Regions from separate parts of the Mus musculus genome. Here region 1 is linked to region 2. Evidence: chromatin contacts called from public HiChIP or PLAC-seq data. All regions are on one chromosome and are shown on one strand. Each heading gives the region's core, a stretch centred on a gene start, on an enhancer-like site or on the middle of the called end of the contact. The rest is flanking DNA. Distances are from core to core; before and after follow the strand shown.

Region 1 (3,032 bases), core at 187-2,686, 620 kb after region 2:
CTTTGGAATCAGAAAACCAAGGTCAAGCAAATGAGGACTGGGGCAACACAGACAGGCAACATATGTAGCTGTCCTAAATACAGCTTGGTGGGTGGGATTGTCTCTGCCAGCCTAGGCAGCATGCTTAACGTGTGGGTTCTATATAAAAGAACAGACGTGGCTAGCCTTTCTGCTCTATGATGTTTTATGCTCGCCAGCTAGAGCATTCTATCCCCTTCTTTGTAAAGCCTTTTCCCCAAGCCACTAGCTGCTCATATGGAAGCTGTGCTGATACATCTGTCTGTTCCCTAGGCATTAGCACAGCCCACGTGGCTCTGGCTCTGTGCCCCATCTCCCCATTGCTCAGATCCAGTTTTGTTTTCTCCTGTTTTCACTGGGATACATTGTATCATCTGTAGAGGCAGTTGTATGTGTAAGAGGGCATCTTCCCAGGACAAGAGATACTTGCTTTAGCCTTAGTTTGAAAGAAAGGAGTATTGCTCAAAGTTACCTTTGTTTGTTTGTTCATTTATCTTTTGTTTTGTTTTGATTTGTGTTCTGACTATTGTCTCTTAAATCAACCCAGCTGGAGCCTTTCAATTGTCCGTGTTTCAAGACCATCCATAAAAGACAAGTCTTCTAGTTTTTTGGTAGGTTGCTGAGTTCCAGCTACTGGGAGTCATTGATTAGAGAATGAACCACAGAAGGATGGGATAGAAGTCAAGGGACCTCTCTTCCCTCTGTTTGGGAAGTCTATGGAAATGTGTTGGCATCTGCTCCTTCCAAGCAACCCCTCTTCTGGTCCAGTGGCTACAGGAAGTCTTGGCATGAACCTAGCTTCCCCTAGTAAGACCATCTTCATCCAGATGCTCTCTGGTCATAAAGTTGTGGGTTGTTTCCTCCTCTAGAGTCTCTGGATTCCAACACAATCCTCTCTCTGAGAGTTTCAGGTCCTCCAATTATCTTTATAACTATGTTTCTGTTGGCTGGAATTTGGAGTATGCAGGTGTGTGTGTGTGTGTGTGTGTGTGTGTGTGTGTGTGTGTGTACATGTGCACATGAATAGACACAAGACACAGACAATAGATACAACAGGGGTAGGAAAGGAGAAAGAGACAAAAGATTACAGAGAACTGGGTTGGATCTCAGAGTTGCAGGCATCACAGGACAGATAAGAGTGAATACCTCCAGGCTCCAAATGTGGCAGCCACTAGCCTCACTGCCATGGAGCCCAGACCTAGTCCAGCCCGTTACCAGAAAGGAGGTTATTCTGGGTCACCTTCCTTTCATCGAGTCATCTAGAAATGACTTATTTTCAGGCATCTTTGTTAAGATTCAAATGCTGTCATAAAATATCTTCATCACAATAAAAATGCAAAGTGCAGAGCTGTGGTTCTGCACCATGTCACAGAGGGACGCAGAGACATCATTCAAATGTGTTTGGGCCAGTTACTGCACATGCGCTTGCAGGCTGATGGGAAGTTAAAAATAGCACACTCCATTAACAGGGAGAAAAAAGAAAAGAGTCTTCTCCAACTAAGTAAGTGCCTTCTCTTTGTCCTTATTTTATAGACACAAGCCCCCTCCAGATTCTGAGCAAACTTGCATTTTGATTTTCAGCAAGTGTTTGGACCTAGCAGCACACAGCTGCAATGTGAGGCAACCCGGGAAACCGCAAAGACACAAACAGAGCTAGAAGCAGCAGAGAATGAGGCAGCCTTCCCTCCCCCGGACAGCCTGCCATCTCCTTATGATCTTTAAAGATCATATCTATCACGTATCTTTAAGAGGGTGTATTGCCCGGGCTCTCTGGGGTCACAGAGGAGTTTTAATATAAGGATATATGGCAGTATTGGGAAGCAGTAGTAACTGAAACACGTTGTGGTAAGTTCAAGTTGTTAATGATTTGGATTCTGTTTTTAAAATGAGAGCATCTCATTTATATTACAAATGGGGAGCTCAGATCCACACACCCCCTCCCCAGAAGCAAGAGATGTGTTCAGATTTACTCTCTCTCTAGAGGTCTTTAACTCTGGCTTGGGATAGTACTAGACCAACAGAGGCAGGTCTAAGAACTTCAACTGAAGGGACAAGCCCTGGGGATTATGAATTCCAGTTTATCCTGGACAGGTTCAAGGGATGGAAAGGTCATATACTTATATAGTCTGTCTGAAGTTATTTCCTTATCAGGCAATTGGAAATAAAATCATAAACTATAAACTACATCATAAGGTACTAAAATGAGTTCATGTACACACACACACACACACACACACACACACACACACAAATATGTTCCCATGTCAGGAGAGCAAAGAGATATAATCAAACTCTGAGGGTTACATAATAAAATTTGATCATTTTAGGCTAAACACAGTCTGAATTGCTGCCATGTTAGCCCCAAAAATCTATCTTAGAGAGTCCCTACGTGATGAACCTGGCTGTGTTTCAACAGAACTATATCAAAGGCTGGCTCCAGCTTGAGGCCCTTAACTGCCAGGCCTGGGTCAGGGCTCCCACTGTATTCAGCCACCACCACCCCCCTTCTCAACCACCTCTTTTCTGGGTACAGGACTTGTGAGTCAGCCCAGGCCTTATTTTTGGAGCACCAGCTTTTTAAAGCCAAACATAGCTCACTGGAGGGGTTTAAAATACATAGTCATCTGCACAGAGGGGAGGAAAGCTCACAGTACATTTGTAACCAGAGTCACAGCTATCTTCTTGGTGAGTGTGTGTGTGTGTGTGTGTGTGTGTGTGTGTGTGTGCCCGCGCACACGCGCACGTATTTTGGCTCATAACCTATATAGAAATGACACAGGAGAGAGAACGTAGCCGTGGATTTCACTGAACTGTGATATAAGGCTAGGTAGCACCAGAAGCAACACTTCTGCCTCCACCTCTAACTTCTTACCACCCACTCACATTGATTTTTCCCTTGTCACTCTAAGATTATGAAGAAGTTTTGGCAGATCGAGGTGGAAACAGTTGGTGACCTTCCCTCACAGACCTGGCTGTTTGAAGACTTGAAGTCTGCCACGGGTTAGATCTTGTAT
Region 2 (2,897 bases), core at 214-2,713:
CTGGTTCAGGAAGCTAGACTTGGGTGACATTCTCTTTGGTTTGTCTTTGGTGTCCTACCTAGGGTGAATAGAGATTTGTTCATAATCCCCAGGGAAAGTCATACAACAAGAGGAGACCGATTGACTGGACCAGGATGGAGAGGACCTGTCTCCACAGGGATAGAAAGGAGAGAGATTGCTCTTAATTACAGTGAGTCAGATTCAGACCATATTGCTAACAGGCAAAGAAGGATGTGAATGTTGCATAAATTTTGTTATCCTCTGCACAAAAATCCCGGGGAGATGAACACAGTCCTGGGCATGCATTTGTTTCTTTGTGTCAGGTATGCATCCTACCAATGGCACCTTTTGTTTTTACATGAAGAAAACCAGGAAGGAAAAACTTGACCCTCACACAAGAGCGGATTAAATGAAGTATGTGGCATATCCTATTTTAACTTCGGTTGTACAGGTTGGAATTTTTACAGAAGTGATGTTGGAAATTCAAAAGCCCAGAGCCACATCCTAACCTAATGCCAGCACAGATCAGGGCAGAGAAGATAACTTGTGTTAGTCCTTGCTGATTGCCGAGGGGACCTGTAAGTGGTGACCTTGAATAGTATGGAGTGGACTGTTTGCATGTGGGCCTGAGGTACAGGCACTTACAAAGCTTGTCACCTAAGGACCTACCAACACCCATCAAGGGCTACTAACTCAAGTCCCACCTCCCTCTTCTCTCTGTCTTCCTCCACAAGTATTCTACCCTGTCTGGCCTCAAGCTCCATCCTGGCCGCAGATACAAAGGAACAATTCCAGCCTTCTGGGAACTCCAACTAGGGAGACAGACAAGTGTTGAGAGAACGCTCATTCTGGTGGCCTAAGTAGTGGGAAAGGAAATTCATGGCACTTGGAGAGACGAGGAAGAAGGTCATAGCTCCTTCAATTCAGCTTTACTGAGGCAGGTTAGAACTGTTACTCTGGCTCCTTGTAGTGTGGGAGAACTGGTACTATCTCCGAAGTGGATAAGCCACCCATTCCATCTGGGCTCTGGCTAAAACATTCCCCCCTTGTCACTAGCAGACCCTTCCCACCAGGATGGAGGGTTCTGCTGTCTTGTATGACCATCGTGTTTGGCCGGTCTCAAACCTCTTAGGCAGACTCTGTCCATAGGATTATTTGAATGACTCAAAGGAGCTGATTGATGGCTGCAGTGGGAGGAATGTCTCTCTCAAACTTGACTACCCCAGGTACATTGAGAAGGGGACCTAAGTAGATATTACAGCCGTGGTCTATTAGCCATGAAAATACCCAAAGCAAGTAATGACAAAAAAAATCCAGCCAACCTGCCCCTTTCTTGCTATCTTTTAATGAATAAAAAAAGAAAAATAAAATATCTCGAGGTGAGTATTAACTTTCTTACTTCTAGTAGATGGGTCTTTCCTGGAGAGACGCTATCTAGTTCAGAGGGAATGAGCCTGAGACCGGCATTTTAAGCCAAATCAGTGCTAATTGCTGATATCTCTTGCTGCTCCAAGATGATTGAGAGCGGGACTGGATTGGCTTCTTGCTGAGAATAATTATGAGGCGTTTCATGCTATGCTTTAACCTCTGGGCTTTGGCTCAGAAAATCCCTTTGTCCTTAGTGAAGAAGTCCCCCAAAGGGCTGTGGGATTTTTGGACAGACAGCTGCAACACCAGTCTCTTCCACACGGTGGCAGACCTTCCCCGGGAAATGCGCTCTTCCGCGGCCATCGCAGCCTTAAGCAGGGTTTCACAGCAATCCTTGCCAAATGTCATTTATGTTGACTTGGCTCTGTTAATATGTCAGAGGGGATATGTGCTCAGACATACTGGTCAGGTTTGTTTATTACAGTTTCTTTTTTTAATTTAGAAAAAGAAATCAAAACAAATAAAGCTTTCACTATTTCAATGGGTGCGCATAATGGATCAATCGGAATAGTTAGAGAGGGGTATGGGAGGGAGAGATAAGGAGAACAATTGGGTGGATAGCCACAGCTGCAGCGCCCCTTGATGCAGTTCTTTCTTTCACTGTGGTGTGGATACGATCTCAGTATCTGTTTCAGGTAATTTGTCCTGGTGGGAGGCAATGCTTTCTCTTGCCGCTCCCTTTAAAATGGCAGGGGAATGATTCTCCCCACTCAGACCCGCAAGCTCCTGCTTCCTTCAGGAACTGGGGAGGCTTCCCCCAGTCTTGTGGCTGGCTACTTCCCCTCTTAGGTGCTGAGAACTGTTCTTAAAAATTGGCTTAACAAAACCAAACAACCATGTGCACACATGAATAAAAATGAGATAATCACTCTAGAAAAGAAAAATCTCTGTACATAAACCCAACTCCAGGTATGGAGATGACACAGAACTAGACAATGGAGGAAGACTTCTCCATACTAGGGATTCTGGGACCCTCACTCTCATTCCCTGGTCGCCCCCCAGCATCTAATCACCTGGTCGTGATCCATCGCTGGAGGGAGCCTGGCAGGCACAGTGCTGTTGCTGAACTTTGAGCTGTGTGACTCAGAAGGCCACCGTGGTCTCTCCAAGCAGAAAGCAGGTGTCACTAAGTGACTCACAGTCAAGCACCCAAAGGGAGGCAGATGCAAGATGCAGCTGGGGAGGAACCTTGCCTGGAAGCTGACAGCATTTTCAGGACCGCCCCACCCCTGCCCAAGTCCTACATGGCAGAGGCAACCAACAGAACAGCTGGCTTGGACTCCGGGTGGGACATGGGCCTCTTGCTCACAGCTGACTTAGTAATCAAACAGCCAAATGTTGCTTGCTGTAGGCTTTCCCTAAAAAACGATTTCTGCAGAATAATACTAAAGAATGCCACCTTTCCTCAAAGTGCTGGCTGGACCCGAGTATTCAAAGTTCATTCCCTGGCATCTATATCTGTTGCTGGA

Evidence for each region. HiChIP or PLAC-seq counts read pairs in DNA pulled down with a chosen protein or histone mark.
Region 1: a contact with region 2 is called in an H3K27ac HiChIP or PLAC-seq map of VIP interneurons, with 7 times the contacts expected there. The contact joins two enhancer-like sites. A contact is called at or near these places in 5 of 484 Hi-C or Micro-C datasets (cerebellar granule neurons, cerebral cortex, cortical neurons and 2 more) and 2 of 115 datasets of contacts at active chromatin or transcription factors (VIP interneurons and neural progenitor cells).

The regions. Positions count from the first base shown.
Region 1 is chr8:24,214,270-24,217,301 of GRCm38.p6, forward strand. No RefSeq gene overlaps it. Among named protein-coding and RNA genes, the nearest start is that of Gm30633, 170 kb to the right of the region's middle. Within about 2 kb of position 1,437, at least 27 of the 459 cell types and tissues checked have an H3K27ac peak or open chromatin away from gene starts, as enhancers often do. A contact at or near this core is called in VIP interneurons, where this site is marked.
Region 2 is chr8:23,594,753-23,597,649 of GRCm38.p6, forward strand. No RefSeq gene overlaps it. Among named protein-coding and RNA genes, the nearest start is that of Gm30471, 52 kb to the right of the region's middle. Within about 2 kb of position 1,464, at least 9 of the 459 cell types and tissues checked have an H3K27ac peak or open chromatin away from gene starts, as enhancers often do. A contact at or near this core is called in VIP interneurons, where this site is marked.